Linked DNA regions of Sus scrofa: regions 1, 2, 3, 4, 5 and 7 are each linked to region 6. A link is a contact called in public Hi-C and HiChIP or PLAC-seq data. All regions are on one chromosome and are shown on one strand. The core of a region is the stretch at or near the end of the contact, and the rest is flanking DNA. Distances in the headings are between cores, read along the strand shown. Region 1 has its middle 290 kb from the start of KLF6. Region 2 has its middle 170 kb from the start of KLF6. Region 3 has its middle 390 kb from the start of AKR1E2. Region 4 has its middle 260 kb from the start of KLF6. Region 5 has its middle 340 kb from the start of KLF6. Region 6 has its middle 120 kb from the start of AKR1E2. Region 7 has its middle 240 kb from the start of KLF6.

Region 1 (3,011 bases), core at 222-2,721, 380 kb before region 6:
AAAAATGATGATATACTATCAAGTAAAAAAAAGAATAAAGTAGAAAACCAAATTGTGATATAGTAGAGACAGAATTTTCTTTAAAACATGTCCATGTATATATCCATATGCTTTTGGAAATAGATACAAAAATTGAAAGAACTGTATCTAAATGTGAACAGTGGCTATGGTGAAAACCTATGTGCAACTGCTCTCATCTTTGTACTGATTTCTTTCTTCTTATATTTTTCTGCAAGACGCCTCCTATTCTTACAATCATAAAAATGTTAAAACATTTTCTCGTTACAGTAAAACCCAAGAGCACTGAGGAAGTCTGATTCTACCAGAGCCTGGCTGGATCGGGACCTTCCTGGGTGTGGTTCTCTTTGGGGTCCTCCACCCTGCACGGTGGATTTGGGCCTTTAGCAACGATAGCCGTGACAGCTGTGTCAGAACCGAACCGTCCCAATACTGCTGTGTAGAAATGACATTGAATGAACTTGACCCCAGAGGGCTAGTATGCATTGGATCCTGCTCCAGTTGTCTTTGCCCTTTCATATGCATTTATGCTCTTCCAAGATACAGCCTAAACGTTCGTTTTCCAGTTATTACTTAAAGCATCATTTACTCCACAATTCACTGAAGGGCTCGAGGTCACATCCCTTTACATTGCTGATTTAGACACCAGAATCTAAAGAAATGCAATACCCTTGTGCTAGTGAAACTCAAGATTTGTCTTATTTTTTTTTTAATCATGTATGCTTCCTTTCTTGCTTTTCTTAAATCCTGACTGTTTTCCACGAGGATTCACTAGAGAACATATACGTGCATATTCTGTGTTCTATGCAGATACACAGACAGACTCTATATGTTGTGCTGGGACATGTGCCTTTGAATCCCATGCATCGGCCAAGACACATCACTGATAAGGCGGGGCTCCAACAGCTTTGACGCTGCCCTGTAGAAACACACCCCCTCCCCTGGGTCCATGGTGGAGAATGGATGGTGCCAGCGTCCGAGGGCCTGAGTGGGACAGGCATGAGCAACCAGAGACCTCAATCCTCTGACACGTTTGCGAGTTCATCTTGTAAAATTAGGGAGCATCTCAGGTACAAGGGCAGCCTTGCAGGAACTCGGGCCTGGACCAGAGGCCATGGGCTGTGGCGAGGGCAGCTCCATGTCACACCCACAGAAGGCATCCAGTTTCTAGGTTACGTGTAAGTTTGAAGAGATATTATGAAAGATGTACTTTAATTCTCAGGGGAACTGGCATGTTCGGTGGACAGGAGTCTCTCCTCCCTTGATGGCCACCCGAGCCAGATACATCACCGGGGGACCCCTGCGGGGACAGGGAAGCGGGGCTCATTCCACGTGTTCCCTCAAATCAGTACCATTTTAATTTGGTGTTCGTTCTTTGGAGCCAATGCCTAAGAGTCGATTGGGAGTGCTGAATTAGAACCAGCTGGGCTTTCAGCTCCATCGCCTCCCTTTCCTGTTTCCCTGAGAAAACAATCCCAGAGCAGGGGCGTAGCCAAGAGGGGACCATTCAGTGCTCGGCCGGGACTGCATTTCCAGTGCTAATCACGTGCAGGAAAGCCACACGCTACAGATACTTTTTCTGATGAACTCATAATTGGTTTTAAGTATTGCTACCTTCCTGAAGGAATCAGAAGCTTCCATTTTTTTCTTTCAATTCTTTTTTGAATTTTTCAGACTTGGTAAAAGCTACAGTGTTATCTCCTGGACTGGCTGTGCAACTCCACTCTCAAAGGGATGTAAGAATCTTTATCAAGACAAATAACTTTTTCAAGTGATGGATAAATCAAAATAGTGCTGAATCACCACGAGCATTTCAATAATAATTTCATTTTGAGAATTTTTGCCATATGAGTCATTTATATTTTGTTTCTGAGAATTCAGCCAACGCCTAAAATCCAACATTCTCATCCTATTCCACTTTAGTAATATTCTAATAATTTAAATATTTTGCTTTACAATTTTGACTAAAAAGGAAGCAACTTATTGAGTTTTTTTTTTTTTTTGCCACATGGTCTTTAGTCTTATGCAAATACAGATTTATTGTTTTCTATGTAATTAATATATTAATATTACAGGTAACTATATACTAACTAGTATTTTAATTAGTGTATTTGCTTGGCTTTCTTCTTGTTCTTGCTCTCTTTTACCCACTAAATAAGCGAACTGTGACACATCACCTCTGTATGCATAAACAGCACTCTACTGCCCAAGCTAACTGGCAAATTAAAGAAAATTATATAGCATGCCAGACGCTGTACTGTCATCTCCCCGCCTGTCACACCGACCCATGGGTAGGGAATTGCAGAACAGTTGTAAATTCCTGATTCCACTGTACGAATTTCAAATCGAACTCCATGCTTGTGACAGTATTAACTACAGCCATGGAGCTGAACCTGGGTTGAGATCTGAGAGTTTTGCAAACAACAAAATCATTTCTCTCGCATATTATCTGAGTATACATCCTACATGTACTTCAGTCAATATCTCTTGACTGAATGAAGTTACCCACTTTAGTTAAGCAGACAGGAAAGTCTTTCAGTGATTTTTAAGGAACAGGGTATGGAATAGTTATTCTTCTCGGAAGAAAACGGTGCGACCGTATCACACAAGAGCAAAGAGGCTGCTGGTCGACGCTTCCGAGACCCTGGGTTTGGCTTTTCCAAGTGCGGGTGACCCAGAGGGAAGAAAGCATTTCTAACTCCGAACCCCCTGCTCTTTCTGGGGTGAAACTCTGCCTCCTAAGGACATGACCTTGAAGGTCTCTTTGCAAAAACCCATGTTCATGTAGCAGAGTAAACTCCAGTAGTGGCTTCTTTGTGAGCACAGACTGAGCCTCTTGATAATTTAGGGAGCTGACTGGATGCAGGTATTTTGCTGTGTCTCGTTTTGCAGCCTAATCATTTCAGAAGCAGGCTAGAACTGTCAGACTCCTGCCGAAAGCCTCAATCAGCAGACAATACTCGCAGTGACCTCTTGAAAAAAAATGAAGTCAG
Region 2 (2,707 bases), core at 121-2,620, 500 kb before region 6:
GCTCTACACTCCTCAAGGGGAGGACAGCCCAGATTGGATCTTGATGCCCTTCGGGGCTGTGTTTTTACTTATGCTAGAACAGCCGACCCAAGAGGGAGTCGAGTTACAAGAAGCACAACCCTCTGCAAGAAGGAGAGAGAATGCCATGTGGCCCGTGGAGGGTCGAGACGGGACCCGCCCTGTCCCACGGAGCCTTCACGAGAACTGTCCTGCCCTTGACATGTGGCGAGCGGTGGAGGACGTCGATGCTAACTTTCTTTCACCTAACAGCTAACTTTCTAAAGGGCCACAGAGAGCTGGCGTGCCAGCTGGACAGCTCAAGTAGGGCTAACCCCTGCTTAACAGTCTCCAACCCCAAAGCCCCACGTATTCACTTAACCCCGGCGTGAGGCTGTGCGTGTGGCTGCTCCACCCAGCGCACGGCTTCCAACGTCCTCACGTCCTCACAGCAGGTGCAGTGCAGACCTTCTCCAGACAAGGCTTGGCTCTGCCCAGGGAGGGGCCGTCCCGGAGGAGCGCACCACCCCTTCTTCTCTCTGCTCCTGTGGTTTCTGCCCCACACGCTCAGAATCAGAGTGTCTGGGACCCTCAGGAGCTGAGTGGTCAACGTGTGGCTGGGTCATGGATTATGTTTGCACAGACTGGCAGGTTAACAGAAAGGGTTTTGGAGAGCCATCTTGATGCAATTTAAGAGGGACGTCGAGTGACCCCAATAATATGCACATGTAGGCCTTAAGAAACCATTAACTATACATTTTAGAATGAGCGGCAGCAACGGGCGTAAGCAGCCGGTGCTCCTCAGCGAATCGCTTTATAGCCTCCATTCCCTGAATGGCGTTTATGTTTTTTCATTTTTCTTTTCTTTTTTTCCCTCCCCCTCCCTCCCCCTCCCTCCCCCTCTCCCCCTCCCTCCCCCTCCCTACTTCCCTCCCTCCCTCCCCCTCCCTCCGTCCTTCCACCTCCCCCCATGCCTCCCTTCATCCCTCCCTCCTTTCTTTCTGGCTGGAGGGTGGGGGGGGTGACCCTCTGGCCTGGCACTCAGGTGGCACATGGGACTGTGTTGTGTGGCACTCACGCTCGTGGTCACTGCTTAACTGCACTGGAAAATCTCTTTTGCTTTCGGGAAGCAGTGGTGGGAAGCTCCCGCCCCTGTCTGTGCACTTGGCGCTGCTTTGGAAAGGACAGGCGGCAGGGAGAGTGCGGGGGTCCGACGGGGTGGCGGTGGCGTGGCGGGACTCTGCGCTCTGCCGGGCCCGCACTGCGGGGTTTCCCCTCGGCTTCCCCTGCAGCTTCCGCTCCCCCGTCTCCAGTCGGCAGCTCCTTGGCAAAGAGCACTTTTTATGGCCGGTGAGGCTGGGGGTGGCAGGCGCGACTCCCCCGCCTTCCTCCACGCGGAGCATCGCCGGAGCGCACCGCGGGCCTCTTCCGTCCGGAGGGGCGGTTCCAGGCTGCTTTCGGGAGCCCCCCGCTCGGTCCTCAGCTCACCTCGCAGCTGCGTCTCAGCCCCCACAGCTGAACTGGTCGTGACCAGTGGATGCGGCCAACATGGCATGTGGGGATGTGCCCGGAGACGGGAGGGGCCAACGTCAGGTCTCCCGCCGCCCTGAGCGGGTTTTGCGTCGGCATCGGAGGCGGCTGGGGAGAGACCACAACAGACGGGGCGGCGGGCTCGGTGGTTTCGTGTTCAGTGGTTTTCAAGGGAGGAAACTCCTAGCGAGCAGATACGAGTTGAGGCCGGTAGCAAGGCTGTCAGAAACGGAGGTCTATCGTTCAGAAGAAATTCCCTCACATTTTTTAGAAATTTTGACAAAGATGGGTCTCTGCTGGCCACCTCAAGATCAGTGTCGTGCCAGTTTCTGCTGTACACCAAGGTGACCCCGTCACACACACACACATTCCCTTGTGTCATTTCACCTTCCATCACGGCCTGTCCCAGGAGGTTGGATACAGTTCGCTGTGCTGCACAGCAGGACCTCACTGCCTCTCTGTTCTGAAAGTAATACTTTGAGATGCCACTTCTTAACCACTGCCCAGTGTCCAGGAGGAAAACTCAGCGTGGACCACAACCCTCAGACTCACATTTCTCCAGGGGCAGAGACCCACCCTGCCTGCTTCCAACCCTTCTCCTGAAGAAGCCTGGGTCTCTATGCAGAGCTGCCCAAAGGCCTTGGTGGAACGGTTGTGACCAGATTTCACTACACGAGCTCAGCTCATATTTGCTAGAACTTCCGAAATGGACGTGTCATTCGCAGGCTGAAGGCACCGGAGTTTTCCTTGGAAGCTGCAGTTTTTATCTCCCTGGGCCGATGAGTGCGTTTAATCTCATCAGCCAGTGGCAGGAATCATGACTCATTTCGATTCTGAACACTGAGCATGTTGGTCTTAGATGAAATGAAGCCATGCGTTTCCTGTCAGTGTTACCGACAGAGTAAAATGTGCATTTTTGTGGCATACAGTCCTTTCACAATATTAATTTTTTTCTGAAAAAAAAACAACAACCCACCCATGTTTGCTGTCTTGATAGGGCAGCATTTGACCCTGTGTCCAGATCAGCTCAGTGCATGTGTCGATTTTTGTACTCTGAACTGTCATGTAGACCTTATAAACACTGAGCTCACATGCACGCGCACACACACGTGCAAGTGCAAGGCCTTCTCTTCCTCTTCTTCTTCTTTTTTTTTTTTGCTTTTCAGGGCCACACCTGCAG
Region 3 (3,037 bases), core at 351-2,850, 270 kb before region 6:
TATCCTGTCCTCGCTGATAGGATATAAATGCTAAATATCCTACCAGGATAATCTGCTTCCTGTGACTCCGCCCCCAGATTCTAGTATTTACGACCACCTGCCGAGTGAATAAGTATGCAAGTCGTGGAGACACAAATAAGTTAAGCTTAATTCTACTCCCTTGTAGACGACTCCCTTAAACCATTCTCCTCAGTGTGGACTCTAAGGTGGCCTGCAGACAGCACAGGACTGCACCGAGATTTCAAGAAATCCATGGAGATGCAGATGTGAAGGAGACAGTGTATGTTTCAATCAATGCCGGGTACACGAATATTTCTGTGCAGATGTCCAGAAGGGAGCAGAGTGGTGCTTCATGTTCCTTACACCCGAAGAAGCCTCCTTGCTCCCTGAGAGGACACTTGAGTCTGTAAGTCTTTTTAGTGTAGATGAAAGAGGGTAGCAAAATGCAAAGAATTTAATGTTCTGAAAATAGAAGTATAAATAATGCATTGAGTATATAAAGCAAAACTGCACATAATGTACCGCTCTAATCTACTCAGAATTCAGGGCATTGCCAACAGCAGAACTGATGTGTGGCATAAAAAAAGCATCCGAAGAGTGGATGACACTGTGAGTGGGTCTCATGAGGTCTTGGTCAGTGCCACCATCTCCCCTTTTGCCCATTACTTTCTTGGAAATTAGAGCTATGGCTGGAGCCTGTGGAGGGCAGCATTTGCCCCAATTCCTGGCCCTCTCCATTCCCCTCAGAGACTAGCAAGGTGCCCACAAGAAAATCCATAGAAACCAAGTTCTATAAATTATGTCTGCACCCATGGCATATGGAAGTTCCTGGGCCAGGAACTGAATACAAGCTGCGGATGAGACCTATACCACAGCTGTGGCAACCCTGGATCCTTTAACCCACTGGGCTGGGCTGGGGATTGAACCCAAGCCACTGCAGTTGGATTCTTAACCCGCTGCGCCACAGCGGGAATGTCCCACAATGTATCATTTTAACCAAAGGGGAAGAAATTCCCATTTCTCAGTCTTTGTTTTCATCCTGAAAACGTCATGGTATTTGTAGTATTTACACTGTTAGATTTGTAATTTAACGGTAACTTTTTATGTTCTGGTGATGAAATGCACAGCATAAGCTCAGCCAAATCAAGAAGTGCCTCTTGAGCCTGTGTTCACGGCAGCATGCTTCCGCCCAGCATCTGGGGCCCAGCGAGAGCCCAAGACTGAACTTGTTTCATTCTCCTCAGCTGTAAACTGGATGCAGTTGTCTTTTCAGCTTCAGAAGGTCGCTGTGAGGAGTGTTTCCTCCAGACGTACAGTGGCCATTACACTGAGCTACTCATCTTTCTCCTCCCCTTTTCCCCCAAAGAACGTGGGTCTGCCGAAGGCCCACTGGACGGATCCATGGGACGGTCCGTCCGTGTCCCACATACCCTGGTCTTAAAAAGACCTCAGGCCTTCCCAGGTGGCTTTCTCAGGACGAACTCTTTGTGCTGTAGGAGACGAGTACTTTGATTCTGAAAGTGTGCGGAGACAACCCAACATGGTGTGTGTTTTAGGGAGATGAAGACGGTTCTAGAAATGAGGAAGTCTCACTGCAAGATCAAGGAAGGAGCCACGCAATCTGTATTTTGGGAGATTTGCTGTTGAAAAGGAAGTGGATCTAGTCAGCTCTTTTTTTTATTGGCGTATAATTGGCTTATAATATTATATCAGTTTCAGGTGTAGAACATAGTCATTCGATATTTTCACAGATTATAGACCCTTAAAAGTTATTACAAAATAATGGGTATAATTCTCTCTGCTGTAAAACATACCTTGTAGCTTTTTTATTTCATATATAGTAGTTTGTATCTGTTAACCCCATACCCCTACCTTGTCTCTCCTCCCTCCCTCTCCCCACTGGTAACCACTAGTTCGTTTTCTCTGTCTGAGTCGGTTTTTAGTCTGCTACATACATTCATTTGTATTCATTTTTAGCTTCCGTATAAATATCATAGAGCATTTCTCTTCCTCTTTCTGACTTATGTTGCTAAGCATGCTATTCTCTGGGTCCATCTACGTTGCTATGAATGGTAGAGCCTCATTCTTGTTATAGCTGAGTAAGATTCCATGACACGTGTATACCACGACTTCCTAAGCCGATTATCTATTGATGGACACTGGGGTTGCTTCCGTATCTAGGTTACTGTAAATAGTGTTGCTAGGAACACTGGGACGCACGCATCTTTTCGAATGAGTGTTTTCAGGAAATATACCCAGGAGCGGAATTGCTGGGTCATATGATAATTCTATTTTCAGGTTTTTGAGGAACCTCCCTACTGTTTTCCAAAGTGGCTGCAAGAAGTTACATTCTCACAAAAATGCGCACGTGTCCCCTTTTCTCCACATCCTCTCCAACATGTTATTTGCACACTTTGGGTGGCGGGGGGTGGGGGAGGCACACCTGCAACATATGGATGTTCCTGGGCTAGGGACTGAATTGGAGCTGCAGCTGCTGGCCTGTGCCACAGCCACAGCAATGACAGATCCTAGCCACATCTGCAAACTATGCCACAGCTCAGAGCCTTAACCTGCTGAGCGAGGCCAGGGATCGAACCCATATCCTCATGGTTCTTAACCTGCTTAAGAACCTTAGCCACAATGGAAATTCCTATTTGTAGACTTTTTGATGACAGCCATTCTTACAGGTGTGAAGTGATATCTGTGGTTTTGTTTGCACTTCTCTAATAATTAGCATGATGTTGAGCATCTTTTCATGCACCTGTTAGCCATTCCTATGCATGTCTTTTTTGGAAAAATGTTTATTCAGGTCTTTTGCCCATTTTTTGGTTGTGCTGTTTGTGTATTTCAGATATTGACTCCTTATTTGTCATATCATTTGCAAATATTTTCTCCCATTCTGTAGGCTGTCTTTTCATTTTATCAGTGGTTTCCTTTGTTGTGCAAAAGCTTTTAAGTTTAATTAGGTCCTATTTGTTTATTTTTGCTTTTATTTCATTTGACTTGGGAAACAAATCCAAAAAAACATTGCTGTGAT
Region 4 (2,937 bases), core at 104-2,603, 410 kb before region 6:
CTTCTGAGACCCTTTGTTCTGAGTTCATTGTGCAATATTTCCCATGTGACCATGTTTTGTAAAATCGACTCAGATTTTACAAAACCTTAGTTTATGTTCTAAACATGTCTTAACAGGTCCCTAATGAAAGTGTGGTCATTGATTGACAGAGAGGAAAAGGGAACGAGAAAAGCGCAGCTTAGTATAATAAAGTTTCCTATGTCAATGTTAGGTTTTACACTCAAACAAAAGCTAAATTTGGGACACCGATTACATACCAGCATTGATATGAGTCATTTCCTTCCATGATAGCAAAACCCAAGCCCTAACTTCCTTTCTTAGGGTAAATCTGCATAAACCAGCAGATTTCAGATCTCAATTCTGCATGTGTGAGTTCCTCAAAAAAAAAAAATCTCAGTTCAAATTTGTACCTTCAGTGGAATTTTAAATAATTCCAAGAATGAGAGTAGCTGACACCAAGCATTAGATATTAGTAGAACAGTTTCACTTTCAACAATGAAATTCTATGTCAGTTAAAATTTTGCAGATACTGTGAAAGGAAAAGTGAAGAAATACTTGCATCGTAACAAACTAAGAAGACCTGCACTGAACTAAGACACAGACACACACAGACAGACACAGAAACACAGCAACACACAGAAACAGAGACATACACACCCCCTACAATGATGAATGTCATTCCACTTCTGTTTCATGCGGAACCTTAATAACCTAGCACTTTCTTCAACACATCAGCCCACTTCATGTTCAGAAGTGAAAGGAAGAAACTGCCATCTAGTTCAGCGCTTTGAAGATTTTCCGGGAGGAGAAGAATGTGCATATGACTGGTCACTATGCTGCACAGCAGAGATAGACTCAACTCTGTAAATCAACTATACCCTAATAAAAGTAAATTTAATTAAAGCTGGTTAAAAAAAAAAAGATTCCAGGACCTTTTCATTCTGGCCTTAATAAACCTGCTTGCTCTGCTCCCTTCTCCTCCAGGGAGGGATTCTGCCATATGTTTAGGAGGCCCGGGACGTGGACCTTACACCTTTCGCCTGATGTGTGGGCACAGCAAGTTGAGGAGGGCAGGTGGCGGGTGAGGACTAGGCTCTTTCAGGACCCCTTGGAGGAGGTTTTCCAGAGAGTGACTCTGGACACCAGGCATAAGTAACCACAGCTGGTCTGTGGACGAGCAAACAAGGAAGGTCCAAACTGAGAGTCGCTGGTGTGCGGAAGTTCTAGAGAAAATCGCAAGACCAGGTGAGACCTCGAAGGGAGTGCGTGTGGCCGGAAAGGGCAGAGGAGGCGGTCCCGCCTTGAGGCGCCAGCGCTCAAGGGACTGGAAAGAAAAGCAGTGAGCATGGCAGGTGGAGGGGAGGGAGAGAGCAATGGGGACGAGCTGGGACTGGCCGGTGCCCTGGAAGCTCAGCGCGCGCGGGAAGCGCTCCGGGTGCCAGCGGCTAGCAACTCCTCCAATGCGGACAAGCGCTGCGACCCCAGGGGGAGATGCCTGGCGCCTGGACAGGACCTTGGGGTGGAGGGGGTGGGTGAGCAGCGGAAAGCCTGGCAGGGGACAGTTCACCAGAGAAGAGTGTGAGAGGAGAGGCAGGAAAGGCAGGGATGAGGCTTCTCAGGAATTCCACCCCCAGGAGACCCGGGTCCGAGGGGGAAGGAGAGGCGGCCAGAGGACCCAAGCTTCTCAGGAGCAGGTAAGGAATACCCGCGTTTGCAGGCTGCTGGGAGGGGCTGAGCCAAGCAAGTGCGGGACCTGGAGGAGAACGGAGACTCCGGGGAGCTGGGTCCTTGGAAGGACCAGCGATGAGAGCAGGTGCAGGGGGCCCGGCTCAGCGCAGGGGCACAGAGCACTCCTCCCTGGTAACAGACAGGGACTCAAGTGCACGGTCAGGTGGGACAGATGGGTAGTTAGGCTGGTGGAGGGGCCTCTTGGATTCCTCAGCAAAGGGAAAATACAACAACCGCGGAGACGGGGCCTGGGCCTGCGGTCGGTGAGGCTTGGGGGTGGGGTGTGTGTGTGTGTGTGTGTGTGTGTGTGTGAGAGAGAGAGAGTGCAGGCCCCCGTGTGCGGAGGAGGAGGAGGGGGAGGGAAATGCCCTGTATCATTAGGATGTGGGGCTCGTGTCCTCAGCGGGCATCGTGTGGGTGACCTTTGCCTAAAAACACCCCTCCGCCCGGTTGTGTGTTTTCCGCTGTGTCGCAGCCGCAGGTGGAGCTGTTTTTCACTGGGGTTGTGCTTTTCTCCAGGGAGCATCTCAAAACCTGGGAGGAGCAAAGGCGGGGGGTGGGTGGGTGTAGACAGGCAGGGATCACTGGACCCACAAATCCTCTTCATAGGAACGAGGGCGGCGGAAACAGAAGACAGCGCCGCGGAGGAGGGGACCTCGAGGTGGAAGAAAGCGTGGACAGAGCAAGCGACCCCGCAGGCGCGGGGCGTGGAACAGCGCCCACGTGCTTCGGTCACAGCAACAGGGGGATGCTGTCACAGCGGGGCAGGAAACGCGTGACGAGCCCCTGGGCCCGAGCCCGAGGTCGCCCGGGCCCCTCTCTCTGCAGAGGATGCCCTGCCGTCTTCCTGCTCCGGGCATCCTCTCCGCCCAAAGGCCGTCCCTGGGCTGTCGCAGGGAACCCCGCCGGCCCTGCCTCGCCCTCCGCGGAAGCCGGGACCCACGCGTTAGTGACCGCGCGACAGCATCGCTGTCTTTCTCTGCAGCACCTAGGGGACCTACACCAGGAAGCCGGCCCCTCCTCACCAGTCAGACCCAGCAAGGTGTTGCCTCCGGCCTACTCATGCCAACTCAATGCGCAATTTTTATTTATTTTTTAATTAAAAAATTATTATAGTTCATTTACAATGGTCTGTCCATTTCTTTTTTTTTCTTTCTTTCTTTTTTTGTCTTTTTGCCATTTTCTTGGACCACTCCCACAGCACATGGA
Region 5 (2,700 bases), core at 162-2,661, 330 kb before region 6:
TAAATATATTTACATATTTCTAAAATGTTATATGTAAAAATATTTAACAAAGAAAATAGAATTTAAAGAAAACTTTGAATATTATTTAAGAAAAAATTGACTTAAAAAAGCATTTTCAAGAAAGCATGTAATACAATGCATTTGATTACAAAGCACTGTTATTTGTCCATTCAGAGCAAAGCTTAAGGTTTTTACCAAGAAACGATTATTGTCGAAAGTACAGAAAACCTACACTTGCCTCTCCAATTTTAGTATTTCAGGACTTCTTAATTCGTTTGTTCTAGACTTTAAAAAATCAGGTTAAAATTCTGAAGGGTTCTGGCAGGGCTCGATTCTGGGCAATCATTATTCACCAAGTTTATTTTAAAACTACTCATGCATGGCCTTTTTTAACGTTTACAATTGGTATGTGGATACATACAGATGCAAATACTTTACTTTGTGGCAAACTTCTGATTTGGTGATGAATGAAACAGCCCGTACTGGGCGAGGGAGCTCTGTTTCCTGTCTACCCAGTGCCGGGTTAGCGGGTCTGTTAGGGCACGGAATCCCCGCCGGACTCTATCTGGTTGGTCACAGAGGACATCAAAGCTCAGAGACAGTCAGGAGAGTTCCCAGTGCAGGACTGGTCCCTGGGGTGCCCTCTCTCCCCAGTGCTGCTTCGTTCCGGACCTAACCCCGAGGAGGGGTTTCTTGGTGCCTCCAGACGTCGCCCAGGAGACGGCTTTAAAGGAGAGGCCTCTGCAGGTGGCAGCGGTGGGGCCCGGGGCCTTCCTTAAGTGGATGTCAGATTACACCTGTCCCTCGGTTTTCACATTCGAAGAAAGGTACAGGCAGGGCTACATCTCTGCGCATAAGATAAGGTGAAATTTTCCAGCCATCTGAGGTGGATTTCAAAAGGTCTTTGGCGGTGTTATTTAAACAGTGATAAAATGCTAACTACCTCTGAGCCTCAGTTTGAACTGCCACGTGAGAATAACGTCAGGCTTTCAGGGTCACTGCTGGAAGTTGTAAAATCCTGCGTCGGATGGGTATTGGATCCTATGTGGGCATTTGCCGTGCTCTTTCCCAGGTATCTAATGATAAGTAAATTATATTAGCCCTCCCCTCGTGGAGGTAGAATTTGGGTGAGTTAAAAATTATAATGTATTTAAGAAAGGATTGATCCAAAACAAACAACCAAATAAATATGTAATTGCAAATCCGATTACTGAAATAAAGAAAAATGACAAGATGCCACAGTGGAGAAACGCACCGTTCCGCTTCTCTGAATATGTGACATTTGAACTGAGGGCTGAGGACTAAAAGAATAAAAATGGATGAAGGCGAAAGGCTGAAAGGCTGAGATGATGCCAGGCAAGCAAACGGGAGCATTGCCCAGACCAAAGCCCCGTGACGGGAAGAGCACATGATGCTGGGTGTGACTCGGAGCGGAGCGGGGAGGGGACACGCAGGCGGGCAAGCTGGGTCCGGTCCTGGGGCTGGAGAATGTGGCCAAGGTTGTAGTCCTTAGCTTCAGGGAACTGAGGGAGCTCTGGGGGAAAGTGACCAGAATTGGGGTTTTGAGGGGTAACTCTGGCTCTCCCAGTAGGGGCTGTGAGCGCTCATCTTCAGAGCTCCCTACAGGCTGTTCCAAGAAGATACTCAAACCCAGCTGCAGCTCTGGGAAACGCGGCTTGTCTTGGTTCTTTGAGAATCTGAACCCTCTCATTGGTTTTGTTCTCACATTCGTAAACTTGAGTTGATCCTGTGTATATCTAAAGATTTCACTCTGACTCATCATCACATTTCTTCTTGTTTTAGGCTACTTGTTGAGAGATTTCCTTCTTTATTTCTGAAGCATAATAATGGTTGGAAACACTTCTACTGAGTGTTTGTAACCTTAGCAGTTGTGTTTGTAATTTTCCAAACTATTTGCTCATGTTCAGAGCGATCGTTTCAGGCATAAAATATTTACCGCATTATCCTCATCTTGATTTATTAGTTCTGTTACATTTTCTGCTCCTTGTATTTGCTTCATTCTCTCCAGATCATTCTTCTACTGGTGCGTCTTGTCCTTCTCTTGGGATACAGCAGTTTTCCTCAAACATCCATACTATTTACCCATCTTGGTGAATCATGGATTCTTGGCTTTTCTACTCTTTTTTTTTTTTTTTTTTTTTAAGAAAAAAGGACCAGGAGTCAGACGGTAGGCAGATGAAGGGACTTCTTCCACAGGTGCGCGATGGGGACCCTCTGGCTGCCTCTCCCGACCCACACCCTGACCGCGGAGCAGGTGTTGGGCAGCTACCTTCACAGGGGGCGTGGGTGCAGAGGTGGCTGCGGGGGTGGCGGGGCCCCCTCCCTCCACACTGTGGAAATGAAGAGGGTGTGTGCTGGGCGCACACGCCCAGGCCAGGATAACTGCCTTCTCCCCGGCTTGCCACATGGCACTCCCTTTGGCTCCGGAGGGCATTTTTAGACAGCGTGTGCTGACATTTGTTCGGACTTCTGCATCCTTCTCCAGGCTCTGTTCTCCCCCAAACTCCTGCTCTGGTTCATCCATGAATGCCTTCCCATCCTCCTGTGATGCCCTGGATATCTGCCACCATCTCTGGCGGGCTGACACCCCCTCATGGGATTCTTATAATTTTAATGATCACATCAAAGAGATTTTTTTTTTAAGGGAGAGAAGGTAAACCGGTGTGAGAGCGTTTGCTC
Region 6 (2,869 bases), core at 135-2,634:
GGCTAGAAAGTAGGCAAAGTCTGCCTTGTGTAACATTTGTCCATGAATCAGACTGCAGCAGAGTCTCACAAAATATTTATTAAGAGAAAGAGTAAACTTAGCTGATCTAATTTCTGCCTGTTAGTTCTTGGCAGTCTGAAAGATTATATTAGTCAAGCTTTCCAAGTTACCCAATAGAATACAAAAATGATGGGAAAATATTCCAAGTAAATACTGCAGAAAACATGTCTTCCAAAGGCTGGAAGATGGCAAGATGGAAAGTTCTAAGGCATAAAAGTCGTACCACGGTACCGCATGTAAAACCAGAGCTTTTAGCAATAGGATATGCTAAGATTTTGACATCCTTAAACTAGCTAAGGCTCTTTGCAGCAAGTAGGGTAGAATATGAGCTTGCAATGAAGTCTCTCCTGAGTCTGTGACCCAGACGTGCTGATGAAAATTGGAGATATGCCCTCTTTTTTTTCTTTTCTTTTTTTTGTTTTTGTTTTTTAGGTCCACACCCGTGGCATATGGAAGTTCACAGGCCAGGGGTCGAATTGGAGCTACAGCTGCTGGCCACAGCCACAGCCACAGCAACTCGGGATCTGTGCCGCATCTGCGACCTACACCACAGCTCATGATCCTTAACCCACTGAGTGAGGCCAGGAATCCAACCCGCGTCCTCACGGATGCTAGTCGGGTTTGTTAACCACTGAGCCGTGAGGGGAACCCCCTGCCCTCATTTTATTTCATGGAGCCCACAGTCAGTACAATGCTGAATCCCTTTTGCAGAGTGCTCAATTCTCATATATTTTGTCATGAAATGTATGTGTTCACCACCCAAACTGAGAAAAAGTATAAATGAAATGAGAAGAGAAACAGAATATAATTGAGTATTTCAAAGCAATCTCCATTTTTGAAAACTATACATGTATGAATGATATGGTATATGCAAATATGATATAAGATATAAATATACATTATATATTAAATTATATAATTTTGGGTATTTCATAATATAATTTTCATTTATATTCATTTTGTAACATTCATTTCATAATATAATTATATATATATACACACACACACAAATACACAAAAACATATAGGCAGAAAACCAAAATATTGTCAGAATATTTATTTCTTGATGATGGAAATTTTAGTGGTCATCCTTGGTTTTGTTTCTGTGGTCCTACCTTAGGTATTTTCCAAATTGTTCACTGAATTTGAATTAACCTTTACAACGATAAAATGTAATTTGTTTCAAGGCTGAAAAGACTTGAAAAGACGGGGAAATCTTCACCTGAAAACTCTAATTGCAGCAATGATCTGAATCAGAGTTTCCCAGCGCCAGGGAAGCACAGCTGCCCCAAATGCAGAAACGTGGACACCTGTGCCCCCTAGTGGCCACCCTCAGTAAGTGTCCGGGGAGCCTCGTCCTCTGTTGGTAGGAATCTCCAGGGAGACTTGTGTTTATAAAACCGGGAAACCCCGCTCCCTCCTCCCAGGCTGGGGACCCACAGTCTACACTGAGAAATGAGGACTTAGAATTAGGGAATATCCTAATCACGGCTAATGAGAGAGACCCGGAAAAAAGCGGCTGCCACCCGTAGGAACACAAATAAAAAGGAAACTAGGTTTCTTTCAGTTTTAAAAAATACATCAGTATATACTATAGTGTGTATTAAAAGAGTATATATTTTAAAATATATTAGTCTATATACTTAGAATATACTACTAATATTAATAATGGTATTAATGTGTAATATATTACATATGTGTATGTAATACATGTACTAATAATAGTCATATATTACATGCACACTTTTATAGCATTTATGTACTTTAGCATACTTTATATCTTTGAACATATATATTTTTATAGTGTGCTTTTTAAATGTATGCCTGTGTTTGTGTCCGTATTTCTATACCTGTAGTTTTACATAGTATTGTGTGTGTGTATACTGCATATGATGTATATATGTAGAATATGTGTAGTATTCACACATGCCTATTTTTACAAATGATTCTGCATTTGTCAGGGTTTTGTTCTAATCAAGAGCCTAAAGTATGACACATCTGCATTTCTAAGTCCACAGCTAGCAAAAGCATTTCTTCCTTTTGAAGTTACGTGCAGCTCCAATTTGCTTGGAAAGTTGACACATCCAAGTTCATCGTCATTGCTGTTATTATTATTTATGAAATTCAGCATTTCCTCAGAGCCAGTTTGGATACAATAAAGTCTTCAGATCTACAGTCTCACGAGCAATTTATTACGGTCAGCAGAGGACCTTGAAGCCAAATGCCTTTCTTAGACCTGCTTTCAGCAGTGCTCATTGAATTCAGTTTCATGCGCTGGTTTGAAGGAAAAATGTGGGCAAGGTGATAAACACAGCCTTGCCTTGGCCGTAACCAAATTAAAACAGCCACCTCAACCGTGGTAGTCAGGGAATCACACAGGCTGAAACAAGAAGAAAAATCAATGTGAAAGCAAACCTACCTACACCGTATGTCCTGATGGCAGATTCTGACTCTGAGACATACCGCAGTCAGCATGAATCCTTCAGTGCCTGTTGAGTTATTTGAAGAGATTCCATCATTATATATTGAAACTTGGTCCAGGCTTTTTTAGACCATATTCTTAAATCTGCTTTAAAAACATGGGACAATTGCTTTAAAAATAAGTCCATATAAATAATATACGATTCAGGAATATATTGGATTAGGGTTGGTGACACATAAATGAGAACTTGTCATTTTCAAACACAAGCATTTCTTCTTGCTCATGACTTACTTGCCTAGATTTTAACCCGTCCTTCCGTCTTAGTGCATGTAGAGCTACTGGGGGAAGCCCCTTAAGACTCTCCAAGGAGGGACCTAGAAAGGTATA
Region 7 (2,941 bases), core at 315-2,814, 430 kb before region 6:
GGGAGGACAAGAGTCAGAGCTGGGCTGGCCCAAGCCTTCCCCATCTTGGTCATGTTTCCAAGCTCTAACAGGTGCCTTGCAGGTGCCAGCCTCTGGCATTCAGAGCTGGACGCTTCCACCCCATCCGGCCTTCAGCACGTCAAGTTCTCCTAACAATATGCTATAGGGTCGGTCCAAGAGATCCAGTTTCTTGCTTCTGTGGTGTTCATTTTGCACGTGAAGTTGAAAGTTTGGTGACCACAGGGAAGGAGGTACAATTTTGAGTGTATCTTTCTTCTCTCCATCAAATGCCCCCACTTTTCTCGAAGTCATTGACAGTTCTCACTCTCTGCCGAGAGAGTGGTCTACGGCCGGCACCTGTCTATACCCTGCTCCTCAACACAGACTTTGACTACTGAGTGAACCCAGTAAAAACGGATCACACTGGATAATCACATCATTTCTTTATTTTAACGTTTGCTATAAATATTTTATACTACACACTTGTATGCGCTTATATCTCAAGTATGAGATGGAGATACGTTTCGGGTTTGAAAGTAAAAAATGTTACAAATGTTCTTCAAAGTTACATCAATATGCCAACCCTCTGTAGAGTTTCACCAGGGTTTTTGAACTAAAGTTGAAAGGGAATTGCATGAGTCTGAGCTTTTTCCAAATTAAATTATCATGTCTACTTATGACCGTCAGTTCCTGTCATGTAACATGATTACATGGGCTTTATCAGAAGTGACACATTGGGTGATTTATAGGATGTGTCAGCCAGCAAGATACAAAGGCTGATAATTTCCTGTAATTACTTTTAAAAGAATTTTGAAAATGGACTTTAAATAAATAGTACGGGGCTTCTAGGCTTCTATTTGAAGTAATATTAAAATATCGCTCCAAGATATTACAAGGAATCAAACAATGCAGCCTTTTAACTAACTGATTCAAGCATTGAAGAATAGACACTGTTTTTAAAACATGTTCATTATAGTTGATTTGCAATGATCCTTCAATTTCTGCTGTACAGGATAGTGACCAGTCACACACACACACACACACACACACACACACACACACACACACACACACATTCTTTTTCTCACATTATGCTCCATCACGTCCTATCCCCAGACTGGATGTAGTTCCCTGTGCTGTGCAGCAGGACCTCACTGCCCATCCATTCGAAATGCAAGAGTTTGCATCGACCCACCCCCACTTCCCGGTCCATCCCCTCCCGCCCCTCCCCCAGGGCAGCCACAAGCCTGCTCCCAGAGACACGGTTTTTTTCACGGCGTCTTCCTAAACTGAGAGTTGGTCGGGATGACCTGGGGCTTGCTCATCCTTCAGCCGGCAGAGAGATTCTGCTGCGTCTCTCGCTTTGCGGCCGTGTCCTTGTTCATCTAATCTGTGAGTCACTTGTGCCCCTTGCTCTGAATTCACTCCTCTGCTCATTTCCTTGCCAAAGCTTTCTCACCTTTCACAGCCAAGGGGGAAAAATGCCACTGCCAAGAAGCAGTCACTTCCAGGGATCCCTGGGTTTTGAATAATCCCCCGGCCTGGGGTCCGTGCCAGTCTGTCCCCGAGGCTCTGAGTCATCACGACTACCTGTTCTGCAAGTGAAGCTTCCCACGCTCAGCTGTGATTTCCTGCCAAAATGTGTAGCAACAGGCTACGGCCCGTTTTGCCGTTTCTTTCTCGACGGTGTCTCGGTCCCGCCTCTTGACTGGTGACGCACTGCACTTTAGAGTCTCTATCTTCGCAGACCTGACATCGAGTCAGCGCAGCAAGAGGGAAACAAGGGGCTTAGAACGCCTCAGACACACAGGCTTTATTTCTATTATTTGGGTTTTTAGGGCCACACCCGTGGCACAAGGAAGGTCCCAGGCTAGGGGTCCGATCAGAGCTGCAGCTGCCGGCCTGCACCACAGCCAGAGGAACCCTGGAGCTGAGCCACATCTGCAACCTACACCACAATTCATGGCAACACCAGATCCTTAACCCACGGAGCGAGGCCAGGGATCGAACCTGCATTTTCACGGACACTATGTTGGGTTCTTGACCCACTGAGCCACCAGGGGAACTCCAGGTGTGGCTTTAAACTGAATTCCCCATCTGTTCCCTGGGGAATTTTGAAGAAGCGGCTCACCCTGCTGGCGGCTCACACTGGGAATCCGTGAAATAGCCTCCCTGATGTTCACTGGGCCGGCATCACGGGCCGGCCAAGGCCCAGTCCCTCGTCCCTCATTCTGTAGGCCAGGAACTTGCACTAAGTACATTTCCGGATGCACTTGCTGCTCAGAAATATCAGGTGATGAAATACTGGCCGGGGTGTGAGCTTTACTTCCACGCCGGACGGTCGTTCAGATCTCTCACCCGGCTGCAATGCCTGCAGGGAACCCCGATGAGCATCCGGCCCAGTTTACCTGGCTGCCCAAAGCTTTTACCGACAGCCAGCGTTCCTGTCCAGGGTATTGCTTCACAACAGAGCTGACGTCTCCCTAGTCCACTTAGTCATACCCTCCCTCCATGTACCCGGGACCCACCGTTTTTTCCAATGAGAGGATAATTTCTTGGGGGTCAGCGACCATATCTTTCTCATGCATTCACCCTGGCAAGTCAGCTGCCGTGGCAACACAGCCAGTGTTCATCTTTACGGACTAAAGCGAGGGATGTACAGATGTGTGTCAGAAAAGATCTTCTATTTTTGTTCTCATGAAAGATGTTGAGGAGAGAAAGACAGTTGTGCCCTGCTGTCTCGCTGTGTATGTTTCCTAAGACGGAGCTTCGGAGCTGGGGGTTTTCTGCGGTCTTGTGTCTCAAGGTCCCAGAGTCCTGAGGGCTTAGGGCTTAGCACACAGCATGACGGAAATGATGAATGAAGGAGCGACTTCACAGAAACTGAGGTTCACCTTCATCCTTTCAATGTATAACATCTCGTTATCTGATCATCTACCAA

The links. A called contact is a pair of places that touch in the nucleus more often than the background predicts. HiChIP or PLAC-seq counts read pairs in DNA pulled down with a chosen protein or histone mark.
Region 1: an H3K27ac HiChIP or PLAC-seq map of skeletal muscle shows a contact between it and region 6. The contact joins two enhancer-like sites. A contact is called at or near these places in 2 of 47 Hi-C or Micro-C datasets (embryonic fibroblasts and fibroblasts) and 1 of 2 datasets of contacts at active chromatin or transcription factors (skeletal muscle).
Region 2: a contact with region 6 is called in an H3K27ac HiChIP or PLAC-seq map of alveolar macrophages. The contact joins two enhancer-like sites. A contact is called at or near these places in 2 of 47 Hi-C or Micro-C datasets (embryonic fibroblasts and epiblast stem cells) and 1 of 2 datasets of contacts at active chromatin or transcription factors (alveolar macrophages).
Region 3: an H3K27ac HiChIP or PLAC-seq map of alveolar macrophages shows a contact between it and region 6. The contact joins two enhancer-like sites. A contact is called at or near these places in 1 of 47 Hi-C or Micro-C datasets (embryonic fibroblasts) and 1 of 2 datasets of contacts at active chromatin or transcription factors (alveolar macrophages).
Region 4: an H3K27ac HiChIP or PLAC-seq map of alveolar macrophages shows a contact between it and region 6. The contact joins two enhancer-like sites. A contact is called at or near these places in 4 of 47 Hi-C or Micro-C datasets (alveolar macrophages, embryonic fibroblasts, omental adipose tissue and 1 more) and 2 of 2 datasets of contacts at active chromatin or transcription factors (alveolar macrophages and skeletal muscle).
Region 5: a Hi-C map of skeletal muscle shows a contact between it and region 6, with 2.7 times the contacts expected there. The contact joins two enhancer-like sites. A contact is called at or near these places in 3 of 47 Hi-C or Micro-C datasets (fibroblasts, omental adipose tissue and skeletal muscle).
Region 7: a contact with region 6 is called in an H3K27ac HiChIP or PLAC-seq map of alveolar macrophages. The contact joins two enhancer-like sites. A contact is called at or near these places in 6 of 47 Hi-C or Micro-C datasets (alveolar macrophages, embryonic fibroblasts, heart right ventricle and 2 more) and 2 of 2 datasets of contacts at active chromatin or transcription factors (alveolar macrophages and skeletal muscle).

Annotation. Positions count from the first base shown.
Region 1 is chr10:66,192,206-66,195,216 of Sscrofa11.1, reverse strand. No RefSeq gene overlaps it. Among named protein-coding and RNA genes, the nearest start is that of KLF6, 290 kb to the left of the region's middle. Within about 2 kb of position 1,471, at least 13 of the 83 cell types and tissues checked have an H3K27ac peak or open chromatin away from gene starts, as enhancers often do. A contact at or near this core is called in skeletal muscle, where this site is marked.
Region 2 is chr10:66,314,409-66,317,115 of Sscrofa11.1, reverse strand. No RefSeq gene overlaps it. Among named protein-coding and RNA genes, the nearest start is that of KLF6, 170 kb to the left of the region's middle. Within about 2 kb of position 1,370, at least 28 of the 83 cell types and tissues checked have an H3K27ac peak or open chromatin away from gene starts, as enhancers often do. A contact at or near this core is called in alveolar macrophages, where this site is marked.
Region 3 is chr10:66,086,729-66,089,765 of Sscrofa11.1, reverse strand. No RefSeq gene overlaps it. Among named protein-coding and RNA genes, the nearest start is that of AKR1E2, 390 kb to the right of the region's middle. Within about 2 kb of position 1,600, at least 2 of the 83 cell types and tissues checked have an H3K27ac peak or open chromatin away from gene starts, as enhancers often do. A contact at or near this core is called in alveolar macrophages, where this site is marked.
Region 4 is chr10:66,224,792-66,227,728 of Sscrofa11.1, reverse strand. No RefSeq gene overlaps it. Among named protein-coding and RNA genes, the nearest start is that of KLF6, 260 kb to the left of the region's middle. Within about 2 kb of position 1,353, at least 38 of the 83 cell types and tissues checked have an H3K27ac peak or open chromatin away from gene starts, as enhancers often do. A contact at or near this core is called in alveolar macrophages, omental adipose tissue and skeletal muscle, where this site is marked.
Region 5 is chr10:66,145,457-66,148,156 of Sscrofa11.1, reverse strand. No RefSeq gene overlaps it. Among named protein-coding and RNA genes, the nearest start is that of KLF6, 340 kb to the left of the region's middle. Within about 2 kb of position 1,411, at least 13 of the 83 cell types and tissues checked have an H3K27ac peak or open chromatin away from gene starts, as enhancers often do. A contact at or near this core is called in skeletal muscle, where this site is marked.
Region 6 is chr10:65,815,481-65,818,349 of Sscrofa11.1, reverse strand. No RefSeq gene overlaps it. Among named protein-coding and RNA genes, the nearest start is that of AKR1E2, 120 kb to the right of the region's middle. Within about 2 kb of position 1,384, at least 29 of the 83 cell types and tissues checked have an H3K27ac peak or open chromatin away from gene starts, as enhancers often do. A contact at or near this core is called in alveolar macrophages, omental adipose tissue and skeletal muscle, where this site is marked.
Region 7 is chr10:66,247,829-66,250,769 of Sscrofa11.1, reverse strand. No RefSeq gene overlaps it. Among named protein-coding and RNA genes, the nearest start is that of KLF6, 240 kb to the left of the region's middle. Within about 2 kb of position 1,564, at least 17 of the 83 cell types and tissues checked have an H3K27ac peak or open chromatin away from gene starts, as enhancers often do. A contact at or near this core is called in alveolar macrophages, where this site is marked.